2 separate regions of the Astyanax mexicanus genome follow, and region 1 is linked to region 2. A link is a contact called in public Hi-C data. All regions are on one chromosome and are shown on one strand. Each heading gives the region's core, a stretch centred on a gene start, on an enhancer-like site or on the middle of the called end of the contact. The rest is flanking DNA. Distances are from core to core; before and after follow the strand shown. Region 1 overlaps ndst2a (N-deacetylase/N-sulfotransferase (heparan glucosaminyl) 2a). Region 2 overlaps zswim8 (zinc finger, SWIM-type containing 8).

What was found. Hi-C and Micro-C count contacts between places; a contact is called where the count stands out from the background.
Region 1: a Hi-C map of muscle shows a contact between it and region 2, with 15 times the contacts expected there. The contact joins two enhancer-like sites. A contact is called at or near these places in 2 of 3 Hi-C or Micro-C datasets (both in muscle).

What each region holds. Positions count from the first base shown.
Region 1 is chr7:42,100,114-42,106,497 of AstMex3_surface, forward strand. ndst2a (N-deacetylase/N-sulfotransferase (heparan glucosaminyl) 2a) reads left to right here. Exons shown (of 18, transcript XR_002651899.2): 6 at 5,606-5,693; 7 at 5,791-5,945. Among protein-coding and RNA genes, the nearest start is that of si:dkey-174i8.1, 23 kb to the right of the region's middle. Within about 2 kb of position 1,853, the one cell type or tissue checked has an H3K27ac peak away from gene starts, as active enhancers do.
Region 2 is chr7:41,954,829-41,961,395 of AstMex3_surface, forward strand. zswim8 (zinc finger, SWIM-type containing 8) reads left to right here. Exons shown (of 27, transcript XM_022684605.2): 27 at 2,014-3,638. The coding sequence ends at 2,217. Among protein-coding and RNA genes, the nearest start is that of ndst2a, 4.6 kb to the right of the region's middle. Within about 2 kb of position 2,098, the one cell type or tissue checked has an H3K27ac peak away from gene starts, as active enhancers do.

The DNA of each region.
Region 1 (6,384 bases), core at 603-3,102, 150 kb after region 2:
AGAAAGACAGTAAGACTGAAGAGTTTGAAACTCATGGAATATGACAGGAATTGTCCATTCCATTTCATACTATTTCATAGTGAAGAAAATTGAAAGCAGTTATGAATGAACGTGTCCTCAGAAGTAATTAGTATTTATTAGGGAGATGAAGCGGGTGAGGGAAAACAGTGCTACACCTGTTTTCATGTTTCATGTTCCGTTTCATTAACTGGGATCAATCTAAATTATGTTTGCCCTGCCACCTGCTCTCAGCTTGAAGCTTGTGGGCTGTAATCCAGCGTTTGCCAATCCAGACTTCAGGGACCCCAGATTGTTCATGTTTTTGCTCTGTCTCAGCTTTGGGGTATTTAATAATCCTAACTGCTTGGCACAGTTATATTGGTCAGACTCTATAGACTATATGGACAAAAGTATTGGGACACATGCTTAATCATTTTCTTTTTAAATTAGGGGTATTACAAAGAGTTTATCCTGCTTTTGTTGGAGTAGTTTTCTGTACTCTTCAAGAAAGGCTTTCACTAGTGAGCTCAGTAAGATGCTTCAATAAACATGTAAATATAACATTGATGAGGGTGTGTCATATTTTCACATTTTCACCATATTTTTTGTCAGAGAAAACTCTGACCCACTGTTGGTCAGTTATTTTAATGTGGCTGATCTGTGTTCATAAAATGAGTGTGTCAAATAAACTCAAGCTGCATTTCAATGCTGTGTGCGCGCACCCATGCTTGTGTTGGACCTACCCACTCGTATCAGTGTGTTTATTTATCCTGCAAAGTGCAAGCTCTCCACGCAGAGCAAATAAACAGTGTTATTATCTTTGCTTTCCCGTTGCTTCACAAACAGAATAACTTTGCCCAAGATAGGCTGTCGGCATGTTTGGCTGCAAAGAAATCAGAACTTGAGTTGGAATCTTGTATAAAAATTCATGACCAGTGCACCTCAAGTAATCATCGCCACAGCAGTGGTGCTGTATAGCGGCCACAAACAAGCCTGTCTAATGGAGGCCTAATCGTGTCTGTTCTCACTGCGTGTGCTGCCTCAGCAGTGACTCTTAAGCACTAAAGCTGATTTCCACCCACTCGCTCACACTTCACACATACACTCTGAATGCCAATATGACGCACACACATTGACAGAATGGCTTTTGAAGTCATTATACTCTTCCCTTTCCAAACAAAACTGCTTAATTAATTGTTTTGGTTCCAGCTGGTGCTTTTGTGTGTGTATATAGGACATGCTTAGTGTGAATGCCTTTTTTTAGTCCTCCAGAAGATGGTGTATAATAATACGCAGTGTGTACCGCCTGGCAGCTCATGGGAAGCTCAGCGCCAGTGCGGATTTACTCTGAAATTGCTGAAGTTGACGCTGCAGTCAAAACTTCTTGACGGGTCAGCTGTAGCTGGAGATTTCAGGAGAGCTGGAAGTGTCAGCTGTACTCAGCCCTATAGGGATAAGGGTTAGTTAATCAGAGGAAGGATAATGGTTTCCTCATGTCCATTTCCTAAATTTGATCCCCCAGCACAAGCTGTCACACTTGCCTAAGGGGTGTGTTGTGTAGTCCTCCAGTCTAGCACAGAATTCAAATTTATCATGTTTCTGCACTTTTAGACATCTGGGAAAGACATTTTTCTACAGTTGCAGCTGCCTATCTGTAGCTGTATTTTCTCACTGTGTAAAATGTGATTCTTTAACAGTGACCTGGGACTGGCCAACCCAATTTAAATTTCAATTCCACCGTTAATGAGAAAACTAAACTGAAATCAGTGTGAAGGAAAACATTTACCAGTGTGGTGCTGCTGTTACTCCACAGCCAGACTGTCGAGAGCAGCACAGTCTTGCTTTCCTCCACAACCAGCCTGTGAAAGCCAGCAAGGCCCTGCTCTTCCTGTACACAATCCTGCTTCTCTGTGCTGGCCTGTACTGGTGGCTATAGAGAGCTAAAGCAAAACTGTGGTATCTACAAGTATCTATAAGCTGGCTGGTGAAACATAGCAGGAAAGTGACAGTATCTGAGGCTCACTAGAGGAACAAAACAATCCAGCTTTTCATTTATACAGCTAGCCTGTAGTTGCCAGCACAGTCCTGCTCTTCTTTTATAACCAGCACAGCCTGCTCTTCTTTTATAGCTAGCCTGTAGTTGCCAGCACAGTCCTGCTCTTCTTTTATAACCAGCACAGCCTGCTCTTCTTTTATAGCTAGTCTGTAGATCTGTAGATACCAACACAGTCCTGCTCATCCTTAATAGCTAGTCTGTAGTTGGCAGCACAGTCCTGCTCTTCTTTTATAACCAGCACAGCCTGCTCTTCTTTTGTAGCTAGCCTGGAGATGTCTGCACTGTCCTCCTATTCCTGTAGCCAGTACAGGCATTCTCTTCCTCTATATCCAGCTTGTAGATGCCAGCACAGTCCAGTCAGTTATCCCAAATATTCTATCGTGGCTTATTAAAGTTGGCAGGAATTTAAGCTTATGATGTTCAGGTCCTCATCTATCTAATGTTAGTCATATATGTATATTTGTGTGGTCCTTTAGTGGCCTTATTAACCCATACATATTTGTGTGAGCTGTAAGGAAAGACCTTCAGAGTTTCAATGCATGGAGGTTTTATAAGGAGACTATGAGACATTTTAATGTTTACCACACTCTGCACAGTATAACCCAGTGTACGAATTGAGAAAATTTGATTCTGCTCCAACTCTGTCCAGTGTCTGTAGAGACGGATGGGGTTGCCATGGTGACAGGCTGGGCTCTGACCTCTGGCCCTTGGGTCCACAGGTTCTATTGGCCCTTTCTTTCTTTTTCTCTCTCATACCCTTGCTCACTCCATTCACATTGCACTCTGCCTCGCTCACTCCTGTTGCACTCTGCTTTGTGCCTTTTCTCTCCCTTTCTCTCTCTCTCATTCTCTCACGTGTCAATCTATTACTTGCTTTTTCACTCTCTCGTTTTCTGTTGTCTCTTCTGTATTGTCTCTTTCACAGACTTTCATTCTCTGTTCTGTCTCTTGCTTTCTTTTGCATACTCTTTTGTCTGCAAATCCAAAAGTCATTAATTTCAGGTATGTTTGGTCCAGAATGCAGCAGTTTGCCTGGTTTTCAACCAACCTAAACAGGCACATCTCACCCAACTGCAAATTGAGCACATTGAGCTCCTCACGATTGCCTATAAGGTGGAGATGGAGCAGACTCCCTCCTACTTGCACTTACTCCTAAAGGCTTATGTCACCCCCCAGCCGCAGCTCTCCTCCAGTGAGTGCTTTGCCAAATTTCACTGTTTTCCTCTCTAGTTTCCTGATGATGAAACAAGCTTCCTTCAGCTACCAAAGCAGGAGCTTCCCTTTCTACCTTTAATAAACTCCTAAAGACAGAGCTCTAACAAACAAACCACTTCTAACCTCAAACCCTGCTCCTCCTTCTCCTTTGTTCCTTTATCCCACTATTAACCTTCTGGCCTCTTTCAGGCCCTGCTAAATGTTTTTTTTTTAATTGCTTATGTACCTCTTTATTTGTAAGTGGCTTTGGATAAATGCCTGTGCTAAATGTATTGTAATGTTTATTGTTGTAGGCATGGGGGTTGAATGACTCCCCATTTTGCACGGGACCCTTTTTTCAGTTTACGAACAATTCCAGTTTTGTTTGGGCAAAACCGTTAATTTATGTTTGTTCAAAATATTGCTTAAAACATTTAGGAAGTGTGGGAACATTATATTGCATTTGTGTGCTCGTAGTCTAAATGAAATTTCCTTGTACCTGCAGATAACCTGCTTCATCTCTTAGGGTTTCTCTCTCACCTCTTTCTCTCTCTCTCTCTCCTCTGTTCTCACTTCCTCCTCCTCACCTCACTGTAACTCTATTCTGTACCCTGAGGATTGTGTTGTACCAGATTTTCGAGTAGTTAAGACAATGAGTTTCTGAGGCAGCTAATCATGTCTGTAATAAGCTACATGCCTCAGCTCTTGCTTTTAGCAGTTTAAGAGATTGCGCCTCATTTAATAACTTGGGGATGAATTTATGATTCATTTCTTAGCTCGATCAAATATTTTCACTGCTCTAAATTCTTAATGATCTGCCGGAGCAGCTGGCAAACTTTTATTAAAAGTGTAGGTGTCGGTGTGTCAAAGTCAAAAGTACTTTCAAAACAAATATATTCAGTGCAGCACCACCTTTCTCTCAACCCCACAGAGCGCCCGCTGATCTCGACTAGAACCAAGATTGCCACACAAATTGGGGGATTACACAGACACACTGAGCAAACACACTCAAGGCAGAGCAAACAGCGGATTCGCGCACGCTCAAGGACACCCACCGGTGGCTCTTAAATCAGTGTGTGATGGCATCTCTTATCCTTCCATGCAGCAGTGTCTCTCGCTCTCTGTCTCTCTTTCTGGTGCACAGCACGGAGTGATTTGTGATGCCGTAGTGGCTATCGCTCAGCGTTTGTGTGTGATCTGTGGTGTGGCAGTAGGTATCTCTCCCTGTTGTCTGATTTGTGCCAGCTCGCTGCTGTTATTCATTTATCCTCACATTTCACTCCGGAGATTTGAGGGAGCTAAATGGCAGGGTCGTTTCGCGCTTTAAGCCTCACAGCTCGGGTCGTTTGCACAGCTATGCAACTTATATAAATGTCTCTCTCTCTTTTTTCTTTTTTTTTTCTCTCACCCTTTTTAAAGGGCCTCGCTAAGATCGATGCAAGGCTGTTGCTGTCTTGAGTACACGTTTTCTGACCTGCCGCCTGCAGGCAGAGGAAATATGAATGCAAATGCATATTTTATGTTCTCTTCTCTTCGTCTGTTCATCTGCCCAAAGTGCTGAAATGCCCTTCCCTGATAGGAGCTGTCTTAGCTCCACATTGCCATCTATTGATTGATAGTTTCACTACAGTTATGTAAGGAGATGATGGTAACTCTACTTCAGGAAATGTCTCTACAATAGTTAGGAAACATTTTACAATGACATCCCAGCTTTCATGGAAAAGGAATTAGTTTTGATGTCCAATGATTTTTGCCTTGTCCTGTGGAAGCTAAAGAAAGCAGCACTGACTTGTGGGATATGTGTGTGTGGCTCCTGCACTGAATGTGGATGTGATTGCTGTCAGAGTCGCCTGTCTGTTCACATGGACGATTCTAGCCAGATGCTGTCAGCCACAATCATTGCCACTCACTGTTTTGTCCACTGTAGGGAGAAATCTATGACATATTTTATGACATATTCCTCATACACACACGACACTGTGGATCGAGGAAAGTTAAATGCCCAGACAACTTGAATTGTCACATCCATCTGGCACTCAGGATCAAGCAATGACAAGTCATTCTTTGTAGCTAATCAGTGAACATATACAATTCAGTGTCCAAAAGGCTCATCTCTGCTATGCTAGTGGGACTGGGGGAATGGCGATGGGCTACATCCCACACAGATTTCCGTGATTCACTAAACAGTAAAAAAAGTAATACTGTCTGAAATGGCAAGAGCTGTCAGTGCTTAAACTAAGCATGTTTCCTTAATATCTGTTGATACATCCTGATCATGTTGTTAATAGTCCTTTAATGTAAAGTAATGAAAGTAAATTAAAGTATTAATCACATTTTTTCTTCTTTTTTTTTAAGTCTTTGCTCAACACACAAACTAAACTACGAACACTAGTTCCTAACTTTACCTTCAACCTTGGATTCTCTGGAAAGTTCTACCACGCAGGTAACTGTTTAAGAAAGTTAACCTTGAATAAATTATTGCTTTGTATTTGCTGAGGGTAAACCTTGACTTCTAACCTTTTGTGTGTCTGTATGGACAGGTACTGAGGAGGAGGATGAGGGGGATGACATGTTGCTGCAGCACAAGGAGGAGTTCTGGTGGTTTCCTCACATGTGGAGTCACATGCAGCCGCACCTCTTCCACAACGTCAGTGTGCTCTCTGAGCAGATGAGGCTCAACAAGCTCTTTGCTCAGGTTAGTGACGGCACAAGAGAAAGACTCAAAGTCCAGATTGGGCAATCGGGATTAAAGCCTCGCCATAATGAAGAAAACCCTGGAAGTAGTATTGCAAATGTGTTTAAGTTAAATATTCAACCCTCCTTTTATGTGTCTGGTATTATCTGGAATTTTGATGAATGTTTGGTTGACCGATTCAGTACAGATTAATACACCTTAATTTTAAAGAGTTTACTATGTTATATGTTGGCTACACTTTTGATACAGCTGTGGTGTTCTGTGGTTGGATGTGTTAATGCCATTGTAGGAGGTTGGGGTGGTGGTATGTCCCACAGTGGTTAGATTATTAACATACAGCTCACTTTCTGCCTATTATTATTCTTATACTGTAAATCTCTATTTTGTCCATTAGTAGTTGTTTATTGCTCTTTACTATTGGAAGAAGTAAAAAGAGTAA
Region 2 (6,567 bases), core at 848-3,347:
TGATTGGCATTATGGGAAAAGGTAAACAGGGTGTAACACATGCTTATGTGAATTAACTATAATTTTTAATACCTCAGAGCCTCAACTAAGCAGTGTTATTAACCCTGTTTACACCTGATCACATTATATTTGAATAAGCCACGCTACATAAAAAATGCCAGTGTAAACACACTGAATGCACATTTAAAACAGATACAGATCCAACCACTGAGATCACTTCAGGAGCTGGTGTGAGATGCAGTTGAGCCAAAAGTTCAAGCAGTAGAAACACATTTATCTCTCCAATACTCATTAGACTAAAAAAAACTCCTCCCAGTACAACAGAAATGACAGTAATAATTGCAGCTAAACATGCAAATTTGCATACGTTGTCCCACAAAGCAATCTGATTTATTTAAAAATATATTGCCTGCAATTCATGCAATTATACTTTAATACTTATATACTTTAATTATATCTGTAATGAAATGTACAGTATGTGTGTCCTCACAGTGCCTGAATGGTGACCCCTTACTGACAGATTCCCCAAATTCCATGACTTATGTTTTTAAATAATGAGTCCTTGGTGGAACGTTCCTTTAATCTGCAGTTTAATGCCTTTTCAGTGGTGAAGACCAAAGGTGAGAGCATTCATTTATGAAGGATATCGGCACTTCTAAGTCGTGCTTAGTAAAGATTCAGAAAAGAACTTCTGTGACCGCCGGCATGAATAGTGCATGAAAGCAGAGCTAGAGTGTGCTTCCAGGATGGGCTCTGCTGATGAGAGAGTTTCTAACACACACTGACAGTCCACAGCCTGAAAGCTGCTAGAGAACCAGAGAGAGGAAAAACAGTCTCATGTAACATCTCACGCTCTCTGTCTCTTTCACTCTCACTCCCTCTCACTCTTTCAGCTGCTCTCGAAGGAGTGTTTAGAAAGAATTACAAGTTTCTGCAGCATACTGGCAGATACAAACTGTCATTAAACATCAGAGTTGGACATATTGTCAACTACTGAAGCCTCTGCAGATTTACGTCAAACATCTGTTAAGATATCCCTTCAAAGTCAAACTTGTTACCAGCAATAACATTTTTTTTATTTCTCTCATGGTTCTGAAATATGGATATGGATTCAGATATTTGTCAACACCACATTTTGTGTTTGCATTTTTAGAGTATATAATATTATACACAATAAGTACCAGTGCAGATACATTCTAAACAGATACATGATTTATTTTTTAATGAAGTAAAATCTTGCCAAATGAGCAACTTTAGCAGCTTGTACCAATGTTGGCTTTAAGATTCTCTGTAACCTCTGTAAACGTTCACACATGGGTCCTTTTCTGTTTTTTCTGTCTGCATTCCTGATGCTGTCTGATCTGTACCTGGCTAACCTATGGATCTGCAGTGCTGTCAAATCTAGAAAAAGAAAAGCATATACTTTACCTCCAATAAAGTATTCAGACACAGCTGACCTTAGGATAAGCAAGAACCTTTTGGCATCATGTCTGATGCTGTAGTGCAGTGGAAGTGTGTTCTCTGGAATTATGATGCTCTGTTCAGTACTTTTGGGATGAGTTGTCAAAATGACATATATTGGAATATAGCTCTATTTCCATCAGTATTTAACCTTCTCATTGGAAAATTATGTTGGTATAACAAAATGTCTGGTTCAAATCCAGATACTCATACAGATAAAAGAACTGCGTCTGTTATTGCATTTAAATAGTGTGAGAAAATTAAAGTAGTAATTCACAACTCCCGACACTGGTGTTGACTCACCTCTAACGTACTCAAGCATAAATGTACGACTGACTGTCTGTGACTCATTTAACCCATCGCTGATGGGAAAATTTCTGTTCTGTCCGTCCCTATCAGTATTTCTGCATTTTATGCCCTATTTATTTGTTCACTAAATAACCACAGTGAAGTCATTAAGCAGCATCAGGACTTCTGCTGACAAATATCCCACAATTACGTAAAGTCCCTTTAGTCCGTGTCTTATTAGTTGTGTTCTGCTTCTTCTCACAGTATATCCACCACCGGCTGATCCACCTGACCCCGGCGGACTACGATGACTTTGTGAACATCATCCGGAGTGCCCGCGGGGCGTTTTGCCTGACCCCGGTGGGCATGATGCAGTTCAACGACATCTTGCAGAACTTGAAGAGGGGGAAGCAGACCAAGGAGCTGTGGCAGCGGATCTCTTTGGAGATGGCCACGTTTTCGCCCTGAGCGCTCCACGCGCCAGCTGGGACTCTACTACAGCTCTGAGCTCGAGCCCAGCCCAGTCCCAGAGCCTACCTACTGGGTCACGCCCTGCACAAGCCCATCACTGGCAGCACAATCAGTCCTCCTCTTGGCCCTGTGATACTCCAGGATGGTAACCAATGTGCAATCTCGTGGAGTTGCCAAGGCACAGGAGTAATTCAAGTCTGAGGGGTTCCTTCCCTTATTAAGTTGTCGAGTTCATTGTTGTCTGGTTCTTTTTTCTTTGTTGTTTTTTCTTTGTTTGTTTGTTTTTTGCGTGTATGTGTGTGAGAGACAGCGTAACTTATGACTAGTGTTTATCCTCGGAATCTGTCCATTTTTCCCTTTTCACTGAACTATGTTGATGCTCTGTGCTCTCCTTCTCCTCCTCCCCAGAGTTTGTTTAGGTGGTTGTTGACATACGACATTTTTTTTCTTCTTTTATTTTTTAGTTTGTTCTATTGATGTTCGTTTCTTCGTTCAAATTTGAATGAAACCACTAAATGTCAGACTCTCATACTGCAACATTCCTCTGCCTTGGAGGAGTGAGCCTCCACCGGTCATGAAAGATTTCAACTTTGGATATTCACACCGTGTATAAACGAGGGAGAATAAACAGAAAACGTTTGTTAAAAGAATTAAACAGACATTTAATATGAAACAATAATCTGAGTACGGGTGAGGATTCTTCTATGTTTTGTTTATCTTTGTTTTTTGATATTTTGTATAGTATGGTGTGTCTGCAGAGAGCAGTTTGAGGAGTGAGCGAGTGTTAAGTGACTGCTATGTGAGCTCCTATTTCCAGTTAGCTGTTGGCGGCAGGCAGGGACTTAAGCTTTTGGAACACAGAGGTCTGGCTGGACCAGATTTTCTTTTAACTTAAACGAGTCATGTTTTAAAGTTTCAGAGTTTCTGTTATATGTTCACTGCCAGCTAGGGCATCTGTATGCGTTCCTTTACATTTTACAATATTTAAATCTTATGGATGTTTAGGTTTTGTTTTCTGAATATATGTACTTACTACCAGCAAGTATTTGTGCATAACACAGACAAAAGCAGTATTCTTCTTTCAGGTTCACTAAGTGAATCTCTGTCTCTCATTCTCACCCTTATTGCCAAATCCCTGTGTTCCACTCTTAGGTCCAGTGCTAGCTATGGAGCTCACTAGTAGGGAGTGACTGTGTAGAAAATGTACTGTGATATTTTTGTATTCTTCAAAGTGTAGCTTCATTGGGGGGAAAAAGATCTATATATATATATAAAAATAAATATATATGAATATATAAATTGTGCTGATTGCAAGAGGCTGTAATCTAGACTAAAGGAAAAAAAACTAAAAATGGAACAGACAAAAAGCAATATTGAAAATGTAGAGTTTACTTAATAAAGATGACTCAAAACACTAATTTTGTGTTTCTATTATTTATTTTTTTTAAATGCTGTTGTACATTAAGCATTGATTTTGAGCTAGTCATCTCCAGTCCCGAATCCTACTTATTTCCTGCCATCATTGAAGATGACTCAGTATAACAACCAGAAAACGAGAGAGTAGCCCCGGGGCTGGATTTAGCAGAGAGTAAGGTCGTCGTTATAAAAGCAGACCTGGGTAATGGGACCGTTTAAAAAAGAGGGTGAAATCTAGCTTTTGCTGATAAGCATTTAGTAGCAATGTACAGTGACTTATTTGTCTATACAAGGGACTTTCATGCAGCACTGTACACTCAGAACTGGAAGATATAGTAATGAATCATGCATTTGTATTATTAGCAGTAAATAAATAGGTTATATGTTATTGATTTATTATCATTATTAATGTTACAACTACAAATTTTAACTTTTATTATTAGCAATAGTAAATGTGTGAAAGATAAACAACGACCACACAGCTTTGTATCAAACACCAGGGGGCGCAGTAGGGTGAATTTTGAACAACGTCTTTCACTTAGGTCAGTGTGGAGACCCGATCTATCCATGAATGTTTTAGAATGTGTGCATTACCTTTACATAATCTAATAATAATTATTAATCTAATTTAAAATATAATAATTAAATACATCAAAGACGAGATAGATAGATAGATAGATAGATAGATATTATATATTTTATTTATTAATACATTTTTTGTGTGTAGAAGGTGTAGGAAACAGTACTCACCGCTCACTGGCTTCATCTGTAATTTCTCTGAAGAAAAAAACTAACTTTTTAATAGTTACAGTTTTAACTGTGTCTTTTTCTAGTTAGTATGATGAAAGTGCGAATGTGCTGTGTGTGTGTGTAAATGCTGCAGTGGAGATTGCAGTAACACAATTCTGCACTGTAAATCTGACTTGTAAAATCCATTTCCAAAGCTCAGTTTATTTCCATTGCTACTTACCAGCTGTAAGCTGTTAACCAATTAATTCCATAATATTTCCCTTTCTTTTTTAAACAATATATACATTTATTGAGGTGTTTTATTACAATATCCTTTAACAACAATGACAACGACAATATTGAAATGACGTTTTTCAGTTTTTAGTTCATTTGTTTTACTAAAAGACTGTTTACTGTAATTTTTTGTACACTTGATTTTGTACCATTTTCCAGTTATTGACTAGAACTGAAGAGCTCAAATGGCAAGAGGAAAAAATGAGGATGAGGGTGTTCTAAGACTTTTGACCGGTAGTGTGTGTAGGTGATTAGGCAGCAGTAATTGCAGCATAATCCACAAAATAACATTATTATAATGTTAATATATTAAACTGGAAATCACATCTAAGAAGGTTCCTTGTCTAATAACTTCCCACAACTTTTTTTACAATACTAAAATTATTTTATTTCCAGTTTTAGTTCATTTTTAAAGGCCTTTGTACCATTTTTGGTTATTGACTGGACCTGAATCCCTTAAATAGCACAAATAAAGGGATAGGAGATTAACACACTGATATTTGAGAAGTGAAATGAAGTTTAGAGGATTTACAGGAAGTGTTCAATAATTCTTTAAACAGAATTAGGCAAGTGCATACATTTTGGCACCCCAAGAATTACATCAATATTTAGTAGATCCAATATTTAGATTATAGACTCTATGTTAAACGGATAAATCTAAAATGGAGAAATATATACCACTCTGGAAAGAAAAGAATAGACCACTTAAGTTTATAAATCAGTTTCTCTGATTTTGCATATTTATATGTTTAAGTAAAGTTAGGTTCAGAAACCAATTTTTTGTGGAATAACTAGTTTTTAATTACAGTTGTAATGCATCTTGGCATGTTCTCCTCCACCAGTCTTACACTGGTGGAGGACTACTACTACACTACTTTTGGGTAACTTTATGCCACTCCTGGTGTAAAAAAAAATTGATGGCTTGTGATCATCCATCATCCTCTTGATTATATTCCAGAGGTTTTCAATTAGGTAAAATCAAAGAAACTCATTTTTAGGTGGTCTCATTGCTTTTCAGAGCTGTATATAAATACACAAATATGAGAGTACATCAACATTTGTTCAGGACAGTCCATGTAAAATATAATCACATTCTCATAATGTAAATATATTAATTAATGAAATAAACATAAATATTGTTATAGTTATTGTTCAGTGATAAAACGCATCTAAACCTCTATAGCTTTTCTACGGAGCCCCGGAGGGGCCGTGGATAAAAAAAATAATTAAATCGTGCTCACGATTTGCTATTCGTGCTCACGTTTTCTTTAAATCGTGCTCACGTTTTGCTATTCGTGCTCACGTTTTCTTTAAATCGTGCTCACGATTTGCTATTCGTGCTCACGTTTTCTCTAAATCGTGCTCACGTTTTGCTATTCGTGCTCACGTTTTATTTTAATTCGAGTGAACGATTTCTGTAATTCGTGCTCACGTTTTTATGCGCAATAAGACAAGAAGCTCGGAGGGAAAGGAGCATTTTCTCTCTTGATCTGTTACAGGGGTGCAGTAATGATAATCAGTTATCTACCTTTATAACCTGCTGTTATTAATGCACTAGTGTTACAGTTAGATGTACAGTACAGTGAGCAGATTTTGCCTGGTGGTGGAATCTCTACAGCGCGTGGGGGAGAGCCGTCCGCGGCATCGGTTCCCCCGCCGCCAGACACCTGCCGCGCGCGCAGGTCTTCACGGAGCTTATTTACCAACAATGTAGACAAATACAGTCAATTCCAGTCATGAATAAAGGAAACAAACATTTTACTGATGCAGGACAACTGTGTGTTATTAAAACCAGATCAAAACAAAGTTATAATGCAATGTGCAAATGTGTTTATTAATTTCTAAATAACATTCAGCCAGCCTCCAAGGAAATGCACACCTTCTTAAATCTGGTTACATCATTATTAC